Regions from separate parts of the Zea mays genome. Here all the other regions are linked to region 1. Evidence: chromatin contacts called from public Hi-C data. All regions are on one chromosome and are shown on one strand. The core of a region is the stretch at or near the end of the contact, and the rest is flanking DNA. Distances in the headings are between cores, read along the strand shown. Region 1 has its middle 110 kb from the start of LOC100282506. Region 2 overlaps LOC100284269 (dihydrolipoyllysine-residue succinyltransferase component of 2-oxoglutarate dehydrogenase complex). Region 3 holds the start of LOC100281460 (serine/threonine-protein kinase NAK).

Region 1 (3,941 bases), core at 437-2,936:
GTCAGTCAGATTTTTCAGACCAGCACTCGACTGACAGCCCAACATCTAGGCCGTTTTGCTCCAATTTCTGCACAGCTCTAGGGCTCAATCACTTGATCAAACTTGGACTACTATAGTAACTCTACAATTTTGTTGTAGTAACCCATGATCAATTCCTCCTAGATCAAGATATACAGGGGCTTGAAGTCGGCCAGTTAACATTGTATTTTCAGGGTTAAGTATAGAGGTACCCTTGGCTCTTTTTGCATTTTACCCCAAATTGCTCCACAAAACATGGAAATCTCCAAATATAAAAGTTGCTTAGTTTTTGTGTACAGCCCAAAATTGGTCAAAGAAAAAAAATGATAAAATATATTTGAGGATTTTTGAAACTTTGGGAAATTTATTTGGACCCTTCTATCTTCATAGCCAATTAATGGAGTATTATTAGTCGATTAATCCATAAACAAATAGGAATGTGCATCCCATGCTTAAGATTATGTTAGGATACATTTTATTCAACCTCAAATTATAAATGAAAATAGAAAACAGAAACTGAGTAAAAAGAAAGAAAATGATTTCTTCCATAATTGAATAATAGGAAGGAAAAAATAAAATAAAAATATTACAAATAGTAGTATTGATGATCACTTTAAGACATATGTTAGGGCATTTTCTTTATGGAGATCATAAAATATAAAACTATTGTTCTTGAGATAAATATGTGGGAATTACACATTTAAAAGGCAATGATAAATAGAATAATAAATAAAATAATATCAACATTGCATATCATATAGAGTTGATTGCACCAGGAACTTTTGGGCATGAAACCCCAAGCTAGAATCTAAATCCAAATTAGAAAAATCTGAATTTGAATTTAAATAGAAAAGAAAAAGGAGAAGGTGTGGTTTTCATAACTGAAAACATTTTAGCATAAATAAATAAACTAAACAATTATGTTTTACTGGAAGTTTCTGAAATGTGCATTTGAATTTATAATAGAAATTCGAATTTTTTAGATTTAAATTAGAAAACAACGAAGAAAATAGAAATAAAGAAAAAGAAAAGATAACCCAATGGGGCATGCCAGCGCGTGGGCCGAATTCGGATCCTTGGCTCGGCCTAGTGTCTGCCACCCACTGCGCGCTTCCCCTCCATGTGCCGCTGCATTGTGGGTCCCTCTGCCCAGATCCACTCACCTGTGCGCCTCGCTTACGTGTTGGGCCCCTCGGCCGGCCACCATCTGCACTTGGGTTGGCTCCTCTCGGAGGCACTGCCAGGTGGGACCACTTCGTTAGTCAAACACCCAAACTCTGTAGATCTTCTTTCCCCACTCTCCAACTCGCCCTTGCGCGCTTGCCTTAGGGCATGTACAGTGGAGAGACACCAAAACGGTTCTCAAGCACAGGAGACAACTAAGAGACTCTATTGTACAATGGAGTGTCTCTAAATATAGTCTGTTAATAAATACAGAATTAAATGTATTTGTATAGCATCAGATCGATAGAACAGACGACAAATTCGTACAGTGGGAAGTGAGGTGTCTGTTGTTACTTGGTTTACGAGCCAGAGGCGTCTCTTCACGGAGAGACGGCTATAAGATTTTTTTGCAAATAACCCCCTAAAACACCTTAAGAGCCACCACATTAAACACCACTGTACATGCCCTTAGACCCATTGAACCGCTAACTGGTGGGGCCGGGTCATCAGGGTCGTCTTCCGGTCGCTATGCGGTGGGGCCGAGTCATGAGGAGCGTCTTCCCAACAGACTTCGCCGATCTCCCGCCTGTGAATTCCGCATCTCCCTCAACCCTCTTCCCCTTTTTCCCGAGCCACTACATGATCCTCCCGGGTACTTAAGTCAGCTCCCCATACTCCTCTGCATCTCGTCCCGCTAACGTCGCGCGATCGTGAGAGCTGAGAGCCTCCATGGGGGAGAGCACAGAGGAAGTCGCTCCGTGCCGCCATCGATTGTGAGTTGCTGGTTGGCTGGGAGATAAGGTTAATCACTGGCCCGTTTGGATGCTTGGCATTGCGTCGTGGGATTGGAACGACCTCTGGCGCTGTCGCAATTCCTCATCAGAAGTTGGGATCCACCATGGATCGCATGTCCCTGTGGGAAAGGAATGTTGCAGCCTAACCATCGGTAAGTAGTCCTCATCTGAGTCTGCCTTGTCCTCCTCGTCGCGTGGCACCGGTAGAATTAGAGCTTAGGGCATCGGTTCATGGGTGGCTTGTCGCCGGTGCGCCCTTCGGGCGGCGCCGCTGTGTTTGGTCTGCGGTAAGGAGAGATGGGTAGGGGATCGCGTCGTAGCCGTTGGATCAGGTATCAACCATGGCGATTAGATCGATCTCTTACCGGTTCGTGGTGTTGTGTGAGCCGTTGATTTTGGATCGATCGGGCGACTGGCGATTTCTGTTATTTAGGATCTCAGCCGTTGCTCTCAGATATTACGGCCACCGGGGTCTACCAGTTCTGATTAGATCTTTGGCTGTCCGAATCTAATCCAACGACCGAGCTCACTTCATACCCCTTCACGCGGCAAATTTTATGAAGAGCCCCTCTGTTTGGTTATAATAAACCCGCCATCCTTATTATAATTAAAATAAATAGGGTTTAATTGGATATTTGCAGATTCACCCCTGGACTAATTTTAGGGTATAAAAATTTGGTCCATTCAAGTCGCGCTAGCTTCATGTGAATATTTATTATGCAGTAAAAATATTAATTATACCATATTGCATATTTTATAGTTAGATATTTATTTATCCTATGTCTACTAGATTAACTTTTCTAAACCAAAGCTAACCTATCCATAATTATAATTTGATTAACATAAGATCTTTAGTCAAGTTATAATTAAGATTAAGGTTGAGTTAATTATTCATAGAATATTCTCTCATATGGTGTATACTAATCAATTTATAATATAGTTTAATATTTGGACCACATAGATCTCCCATAAATCATAACTCTGTAACCATAACTCCGATCTTTGCGGTTCTCGATCCCACGACCTCGTAGCAACGCATAGAGTATTATTATGCGGTTTCTTCTTGTGTTTGGTGTGATGTTAATTTTACCTATACCCTGTTTGTTTGTATTGCTATGACTAGCGCGAGGTTACGTGTCACCTGAAGATCAAGTTGGTATCTCAACTCCCAGGCAAGTTGTGCCCTTGACCACTTTTATTACCCAATAATATTCTTTATTATCACTTATTCATGCATAGGCTTAATTTTGCTGGGACCCAATAGATCACCCTAGTTTGGTTATCTTGTTACCTTGTTTACCTCTGAACTATTTGGGTAGTTTTGCTATTGCTCTATATGGTTTTGGGTTTAATATTACATTTTGTCCATGTTCCAATTATACTGTTATTTTATTTATTATTTATGTCAAGATCATTATTTTAATTGGAACATGGAGCTTAACTTGAGAAACACATGCCACCACAAGGGTGGAATGGGACGCCCTTGGCTGACTAACTAGGAAAGCTAGTGGAGGACTACCTTACCCGATAGGGGCAAGGGTAGTAGGGGAGTAGGCGTGTAGGGAGGTTCCCGGGTTGATTTTGCTGCGATGGCGGTCAGACGGGGGATTCTTGCATTGCTATTCCTAGAACTGTAGCGAGTTTTCTGAAGCTAGTGGAACTTTGTAAAGGCCTCGTAGTGGATCCCTAGCCATTCACCTCGGTAGTGTCTAAGGGTCTAGCTAACCCTGGCGACATGGGATACATGATTTGTAGGTACAGGGTACAACCTCTGCATAGTGTAAAACTGGTATACTAGCCGTGCTCGAGGTCATGAGCAGCTCAGGACTCTCGCATGATTAAATTATGGAACTAAATTAAATTTTATTTGCATTGCATGGGATCTATTATTAATTTTGTTCTATTATTATTATGGTTTGGTATTTACTTACATTTAGTAACTGCCAATAAAATTTGACCAACTTT
Region 2 (3,941 bases), core at 608-3,107, 800 kb after region 1:
TTTATTTTGTCAGGCTGCTGTTTCTGCACTTCAAAACCAGCCAATTGTTAATGCTGTCATTGATGGCGATGACATCATATACAGAGACTACGTAGACGTCAGTGTTGCTGTTGGCACTTCCAAGGTGCCATATTGCTTACTCCCTGACCCAAAAAGAATGCAACCATGGGTTGCGTTGCGTGCCCGTTAAACTAGTTCACATTTGATCAAGTTTCTAGTGTAGTATTCACGTTCAAGGCTCCAAATCAATTTATTATGAAAATAAATTTCGTAGCTAACTAATTGTATTTATTTGATGTTTTTATCTATAGTTGGTTGCACTGAAGATGTTAAAACATGATATTGTACTAGAATTGCATTCTTTTTAGGATAGAGTACTTGCTACTCTGGTGATTGCTGTCTCATCTTTTTTTCTCACCCTCTATCCTAAAGCTATTGTACCTAGAAAAGCCAAAACACAAAACAGCCTATAGTTTGGGATGGTGTATTTACTATGTATATCACTGACTGAAACTTCTCCAGGGCCTTGTGGTGCCTGTTATCCGAGATGCTGATACCATGAACTTTGCTGACATTGAGAAAGGGATAAACAACCTTGCAAAGAAGGCAAATGAGGGGGCGCTCTCGATTGATGACATGGCAGGAGGAACATTCACTATCTCCAATGGTGGTGTCTATGGAAGCCTCCTCAGCACACCTATCATCAACCCCCCACAGGTAGCTACTAAACATTTATCAGTTGCAACACATTTGTAGCATGCAGATGTTTATATTGATCTGAAACATGATCTATGTGAAATGCAGTCGTCAATTCTGGGGATGCATTCCATTGTGCAACGCCCTGTGGTTGTGAATGGTGACATTCTCGCAAGGCCAATGATGTTCCTTGCGCTGACATATGACCACAGGCTGATCGATGGCAGAGAGGCTGTATTCTTCCTCCGTCGCATCAAGGATGTCGTTGAGGACCCCAGGAGGTTGCTGCTTGACATATAAAGTTACTTACCAGTGCTTTCCCGCCGACTGTTTTGTGCTTTCTGGAAATAATACCATGCAAATTTTTGACTGATGAAAAAGAATTGCTTCCTCGGAAAGACGAATTCTGAGCTGAGGATACAGTGAGGTTTTTCTCTATAATCGTAGAAGAGAGCAGCAAACTCAACTCAATGTGAGGTCATGTTTCATTTTCGGGTATAAGATGCTCCATTTCGGGATGCAGTTCCCAGTAATTTTATTTGCCATGCAAGAGCAATAGAAGCTGCTGCATTTTTGTTTGTTGGTTCACAATTTCGCCTCCAGCTGGCCAGTCTGCGACTCAAAAGAGTTGGGCTGCATTACATCTCTACTATTATAAAGCATAAGTTTTCATGGTTCAACAGTTCCACGGTCACAATTTTATAAAAACAGTCTTCAAATTTGCTTAAATAAACCCGCAATAATCCGTTGTCTGCCCCTTCTTTCGCTCCCTGTGCGGTCGCCGAACCGCATTCGTCACCGTTTCCTTCGTTGGATAAGCTTTATCGCCATTGCAACGGTACATCCTATGACCCCTCCCTTTGCTCCCCGCGTGACTGCTGAACTGCATTTGTCGCTGTTTTCTTCGTCGTGGGCACGATTTGAACCAAACAACCGATCTGTATCGCCATTGCATATGTACATCCTATGATTTCGCTCTGTTATGCCCATGGCCGCCGATGAGTTCGCCGGGACGTGAGCGCTCGTGATCGCCGTCGCCGTGAGGGACAACGTCAAGGTATGTGTTCTGTTTATTCGACAACCAAACCACCAAGTGTTTACAGTATTTAACCCATCTCACGCCGCGACCCACACATGGCCCAACTCGACAGGCACACATGGCCCACACATTACAACCCAATCCATACAGCCACATCTGAGCACTGTTTTCGGTCTGACACCGCTTTAGGCTATCCGCACTCATAGAACCCTAAATTTCTACTCTAAAAGGAATATTTCATCCTGTTCAGCGAGATTCTCTACCCTATCCCATAATACTCCGCGGTCATATTCACTCTAAATATCTACCTTATACCATATACCATATATTCTATTATTTATTTTCACCTCTTTCCTTTCCACATCCAACTAGCAGCCAATAGAAAGAGGAGGGAGATTATTCAGTCCACCGCAGAAGGTGCGCTAGCTGTGAAGTTCCTGAGAGCCGTAAAAATTTACAGTTCCTGTTGCAGTCTACCGCTGCATCGTTTGTGAGAGCTGTAAAAATTTACAGTTCCTGTTTGCAGTAGCGACTGCGGATAGCCTTAGAGTTCTCCATTCGGTTCTTCAGGTTCCCCTGCGCCTGAGCCCTCTCCCTACACGTCACCCTGGATCCCGGGCGTGACATCTGCCCCCTCCCGAGCACTTGCTTGTCCCCAAGCAATGGAATGAGGGATCTTCGACAAGTAGCCGACTCACGAGGAATATTGCTCCAACGGATGAGGACTTGTGGGATAGCATGACCTCCTTTCTTGACCAACCGACGCTCCAAAATTTCTTCAGGCACCACATCATGCTGAGCGAGCTCATTGTACCTAGGTAGGGTGGAGAAAACATGAGTATAATTGGATGTAAATGACTTCAGCTGTGACACGTGGAAAATTAGATGAACTTGTGCTGATGGTGGCAACTCCAAGGGATAAGCAACTTCGCCAATTCTCTCCAGATATTTGTATGGCCCAAAAAACTTAAAGGCCAACTTCGGGCAAGGACGATTGACCACCGAGTGCTGAGCATACGGTTGCAGTTTGAGGAGTACAAGCTCACCCATTTGAAACTGACGTTCAGTCCTGAACCTGTCTACCTACAGCTTCATTCGGTTGCAAGCGGCAGCCAACTATTCTCGTAGAAGTGAAGAAAAGGCAGTTATCAACTCGGCCACATCTTTGTCAGTCTTAGATGACACCACATGAGCTCATAACCATATAGGCTTTGAATGGAGAACAACCCAGAGTGGTGTGATACGAAGTGTTATACCAGAATTCGGCCACAGGAAGCCAGGATTTCCATTTCTTGGGTTGAGCATGCACATCACAACGAAGGTACATTTCCAGGCACTGATTAACATGCTCGCTTTGTCCATCAGACTGAGGATGATATGCGGTGCTTAAATTGAGCTTAGTTCCCATGAGTTTGAACAGATGTGTCCAAAAATACTTGTAAACACCTTGTCCCGATCACTCACGAGCATCTCATGCAGTCTTACCACCTGATCCAACATGACCTGAGCCACTTGGACTGCTGTAAAGGGGTGTTTAAGAGCCACAAAATGTGCATACTTAGTAAAAAGGTCTACCATAACCAAAATAGTGTCATACCCTTCTGATATTGGATGCTTCTCAATAAAATCCAAGGTGATATCCTGCCAAGCACCCTGAGGTACTGGTAGAGGTTGAAGTAAGCTTGGAGGATGCACCCTCTCACCCTTAGCTTGTTGACAAGTTGCACATTGTTTCACATAGTCCTCCACATCCACCTCCTTGACTTTCTAGTGAAATAGCTTCTTCACTCGTTGGTAAGTAGCCTGGACACCAGAATGCCCCCCCAAAGCACTGTCATGTAGAGCGGCTACTATTTTAGTTTTGAGTGCAGAGTTGTTACTAATCTAGATCAGACTGCCTTTGCGAATCAAACCTTTGCACAACTGGTATCGTTTGTCATCAGGGCTCTGAACACTCAGTTGGGCTATTAACTATTGTGCCTCAGGGTCAGTATAATAGGAATTTAAAACTTCTTAGATACACAAGGGTTGAACTTCACTAATGGTAGTTAAAACCATTAGATGACCCATTCTGGACAAGGCATTAGGCACAATATTGTCTTTTCCTTGCTTGTAGATCACCATAAATTGTAAGCCCATCATTTTGGCCATAGCCTTCCGTTGCAAATCAGAATGAAGTTCCTGCTGACCTAGAAAACTAAGAGCC
Region 3 (3,941 bases), core at 752-3,251, 670 kb after region 1:
TAGATCACATTAGATTCTATAATCCTATTTAAGAATATCGTCTGGTTGAGCATATCAAGCTAACTTTATCTTTATGAAATTCTAGTATTTTTTTAAGTGGAACTTCCAATATATATAATTTTTTATACACCTACAATTTTCATGCCATTAGCAGGTGTGGCATAGAAAACAAGGGTACATCGGGTTTTAGCTATTAGGTGAGTGTAGAGAAGATTTGGGGTAATAGAAAGTTAGGTAATGAGGACTTTTATTCCGGGTGGTGGATCTTGATTCACCCGAGAATCTGTTTCTACTCATATCCTTCATTGTTAAGTAACTTACATTAGACGTCTGGCAGCCAGCGTCAATCCTATCCCAACACAAGTTAGGTTTTCGCCTCTGCTCACAACTGCGTCGCCATCGTAGTTCTCTTCATCCCGACCGCCGACGTGCATCTGCGTTCGGGAGAACAGGTCTATAGAACCCTTCGCCTTCGAGATCCTGCACAAGGAAAGGGCGAATAAGGTTTTTGGGAAGCGTCCTCACACGACTGCTCGCGATCTTGTCGTCGACTCTGCTGCTTCAACGTCATCGGCCCTGCTGCTTCGACGTCATCGGCCCCGCTGCTTCGACGTCGTTGACCCTGCTGCTTCCGGCCCGCGTCGTCTACCAGTATGTCTGACCAGTACACATCATCTGATTTGACCTTATACTTCAGTTCATCTGTTATGGTAGAGGTATGTTGCATTTTTATGATTATGCTCTTAGGTAAGCTGTTAGGTTATTTGTTGTGGAACAGACACCTAGACTATTTATTGTTGATCATGATTTATATTCGGAATTTAATCTAAAAAATGCCTAATATTTCAACAACTTATAAGTATGGAATGAGGTAATTAGATGCTACATACAAAATGTAATTTTTATGGAGATGGAGAGTTAAATAGAGTCAAAAAATGAGAGTCCTTAGAGATGCTCTTTATGTATACAACCAAATAGCCCCCTTTATTTTCTGATTATGGCGGATTAAGGGTGGAGTTTTATTATGCACTTCAGTACCGATCGAAACAATAGGCGAACGGCGAGGTGTAATGAGAATAATTTATATCAAAAGAGCAATCGCGCGATTGATGGGAGTGAGAAAAGGAATGTAACGATACGTATGATCTCCTAGGTTTGACTGGATGATATGGGAGATTCAATTTCCTATATAACTACTACGTGATTACCGATTTTTAATATCTAATTATGCGGAAGGATTAATAGGTAGTCGATATTGAATGGGTCGCAGGGGTCTTCACCACGCCAGATACACAAATCTGTTTGCGTATTTTTAGTTAAAAATAAAATAGACTAAACATGTAGAATACAATAGATATTAATATATATATATATATATATATATATTTAAATAGGGAGAATCACTTATTATAGTGAGCAGATATAAAGAGGTGTTTGGTTTCTAGTAACTAATTTTAATTTCTTTATTTTATTATATTTTAGTCTTAAATTAACAAATATGAAAATCAAAACTATATTTTAGTTTTTATATTTAACAATTTATGACTAAAATGGAATAAAATAAAGAGACTAATTAGTCTATAGAAACCAAATATCTCAAGTCAACTGGACGGTTAAAATAATTAGTCGATACAAAATCAGTAGTACTCTGCAGCCACCTCAGACAAAAAAAAAGTAGCGCGTGTGAAAGAGCCGACATCTGATTTGGACATGGGCTGTACTCCATTTGCATGTTGCTGCTCAACAATTTATTCCTCAAACCATCAGTGCAATTGCTAGTATTCTGTTAATTCACATATAAATAGTTACTCCATCTGTTCGAAAATAATAATCGTTTTAATCCTTAATTTCTATGTCTATATTAAATGGATGATAAGATTCAATATTGTAATGCTAAACTTAAGGAACGTTTACTATCTACCATGGAAAATAACAGGCAAAAAAACATAACACGTGCTTGTTGGACACAGATATTTGTTTCAAAAGGGGCAACCTAGATCGCAGAATAATTTTCAGAAAATCCTTGTAAAGTGACAGTGAAGTCTCTCCTAACCTCCCGTTTCCGTCCCACGCTTTCCCGTTTCCGTCCTACCAACCCCATGGAGCCTGGACCTTGAGCCCGAGCATCCTGCCGTGCCTGCTCTGCTATAAGCAGCTGCTGCTGCCCAAAGCAGCCGACGCCACCGCCCACACGTCTCCTCCACCTCCCAATCCCCACTTGTTCGCCTCCCCCCGGCCTCCCTGATCCGTGCCGCCCTCCCCCACCCCGTCAACCAGGAGCGCAGCCGCTTGTCGGTGCGGAAATGCGGGTTCGTCTTGCGGCGCCGCGGTGAGCTATTGATTGCTGGTGGTAGCTCGCCCCGGGCACCGGCGATGGGCTGCTTCCCGTGCTTCGGCTCCACGCGCGAGGAGGAGCTCAAGTACTACGGATCCAAGGGCCCCGGCGGAGGCAATGGCGGTGGTGGGCGAGCGACCGCGTCCTCGTCCTCGTCCGCTGCAGCTGGTGGTGGAGGCGGCCGGGTAGAAGAGGCCGTGGTGGCGCCGCCGCGTGCTCAGAGGGGCCCCGCAGGTGCGTGTTGTTTATGCGCGTCTCCGTCTCTCCCTGAGAACTGGGATCCTTCCGCTTGGTTTGTTGTTGGGATCGGAACCGGATCCGGCCGAGGTTTGATGCTCCGTGTTAGTCTCTTCGCGGTGGTTGGGTTGGTACGAATGGAGCGGCTGATTCTTGTGCATGTTGATGTGATTGAGGGAAATGACAGGAACGATTCTGTGTTTCCTTCAGATCTTTTTACAGTATTATTAGAAGGGGGGAAAGGTATCGACTTGTATCTCCAAATTCAGAAACGTGATGATAATCCGTTGATTAGAGACCGGGATATGTTTTCTATTATGATTAGTATATTTGCTTGCTTGCTGAGTTGCTGGGGTATGACTGTCTTGATCTGCATGATCATGTAGACAATGCATATGTGCAGGGGCCGACAAGACACGAGCTAAAGGCAATGCTGGCTCGAAGAAGGAGCTTTCAGTACTCAGGGACGCCAGTGGCAATGTCATCTCTGCTCAGACCTTCACCTTCCGCCAGCTTGCAGCCGCAACGAAGAACTTTAGAGATGAATGCTTCATTGGGGAGGGAGGGTTTGGGCGCGTTTACAAGGGCCGCCTTGACATGGGCCAGGTAATGAGCTTTGTTGTCAAAACGGGGCCTCGACTTTTCTTGTTTCATGCTGTTGGACTAGTACAAAAGTGGCTCAGTCGTACCAATGGCGTCATTGATCTCTCTAGGACATTCAAGAAAAAGCAGTGTTTGCACATGTGTGGTGGATGCCCACAGGCACAAAAAAATATGTGTTCACCTATAGCTGATCCAACTTGTACTGGCCTGATAAATTAGGACACTATGGACTGTTATGTAGGTCCTTCATTTTTAATTCACAGGATGAATGACATGAAACAGACTAACAAGTTTTGCTTGCCATTTGATTTGCATACAATGACTTGAAATCCTGAACTGCAAGATGAGACACTGCATTAGTATTTTACTGAAATGATGAATAATCTACTGCAGGTTGTTGCTATCAAACAGCTGAATAGGGATGGTAATCAAGGAAACAAAGAATTTCTAGTGGAAGTTCTCATGCTTAGTTTGCTGCATCATCAAAACCTTGTCAATTTGGTTGGTTATTGTGCTGATGGAGATCAACGCCTTCTCGTGTATGAGTACATGCCACTTGGATCATTGGAGGACCATTTGCATGGTAAGACTGTTTGTTTCTTTTCTATATTTGTCTTTTTGCATATTAGTGCCTGTTAAGTTTCCTGTTTATGGTTACTTGTTGCTACTGTGCTGTTCAGTGCATGCTACTACTTGTCTTTCACATGCCAATCTACCATGCTGTCTGCGCCCACCTTTCTGCCAGTGTGTTTCATTTTGTCCATGT

The links. Hi-C and Micro-C count contacts between places; a contact is called where the count stands out from the background.
Region 2: a contact with region 1 is called in a Hi-C map of bundle sheath, with 3 times the contacts expected there. The contact joins two enhancer-like sites. A contact is called at or near these places in 2 of 25 Hi-C or Micro-C datasets (bundle sheath and ear).
Region 3: a contact with region 1 is called in a Hi-C map of leaf, with 4 times the contacts expected there. The contact joins the promoter of LOC100281460 here to the enhancer-like site in region 1. A contact is called at or near these places in 6 of 25 Hi-C or Micro-C datasets (ear, endosperm, leaf and 2 more).

Annotation. Positions count from the first base shown.
Region 1 is chr2:69,699,471-69,703,411 of Zm-B73-REFERENCE-NAM-5.0, reverse strand. No RefSeq gene overlaps it. Among protein-coding and RNA genes, the nearest start is that of LOC100282506, 110 kb to the left of the region's middle. Within about 2 kb of position 1,686, at least 18 of the 20 cell types and tissues checked have an H3K27ac peak or open chromatin away from gene starts, as enhancers often do. A contact at or near this core is called in bundle sheath, ear, endosperm and 3 more, where this site is marked.
Region 2 is chr2:68,904,162-68,908,102 of Zm-B73-REFERENCE-NAM-5.0, reverse strand. LOC100284269 (dihydrolipoyllysine-residue succinyltransferase component of 2-oxoglutarate dehydrogenase complex) reads left to right here. Exons shown (of 13, transcript NM_001157164.2): 11 at 14-124; 12 at 523-717; 13 at 805-1,407. The coding sequence ends at 996. Among protein-coding and RNA genes, the nearest start is that of LOC100284269, 18 kb to the left of the region's middle. Within about 2 kb of position 1,857, at least 16 of the 20 cell types and tissues checked have an H3K27ac peak or open chromatin away from gene starts, as enhancers often do. A contact at or near this core is called in bundle sheath and ear, where this site is marked.
Region 3 is chr2:69,031,836-69,035,776 of Zm-B73-REFERENCE-NAM-5.0, reverse strand. It overlaps LOC100281460 (serine/threonine-protein kinase NAK), which reads left to right and starts at 2,001. Exons shown (of 5, transcript NM_001154378.3): 1 at 2,001-2,569; 2 at 2,976-3,178; 3 at 3,569-3,758. The coding sequence starts at 2,374.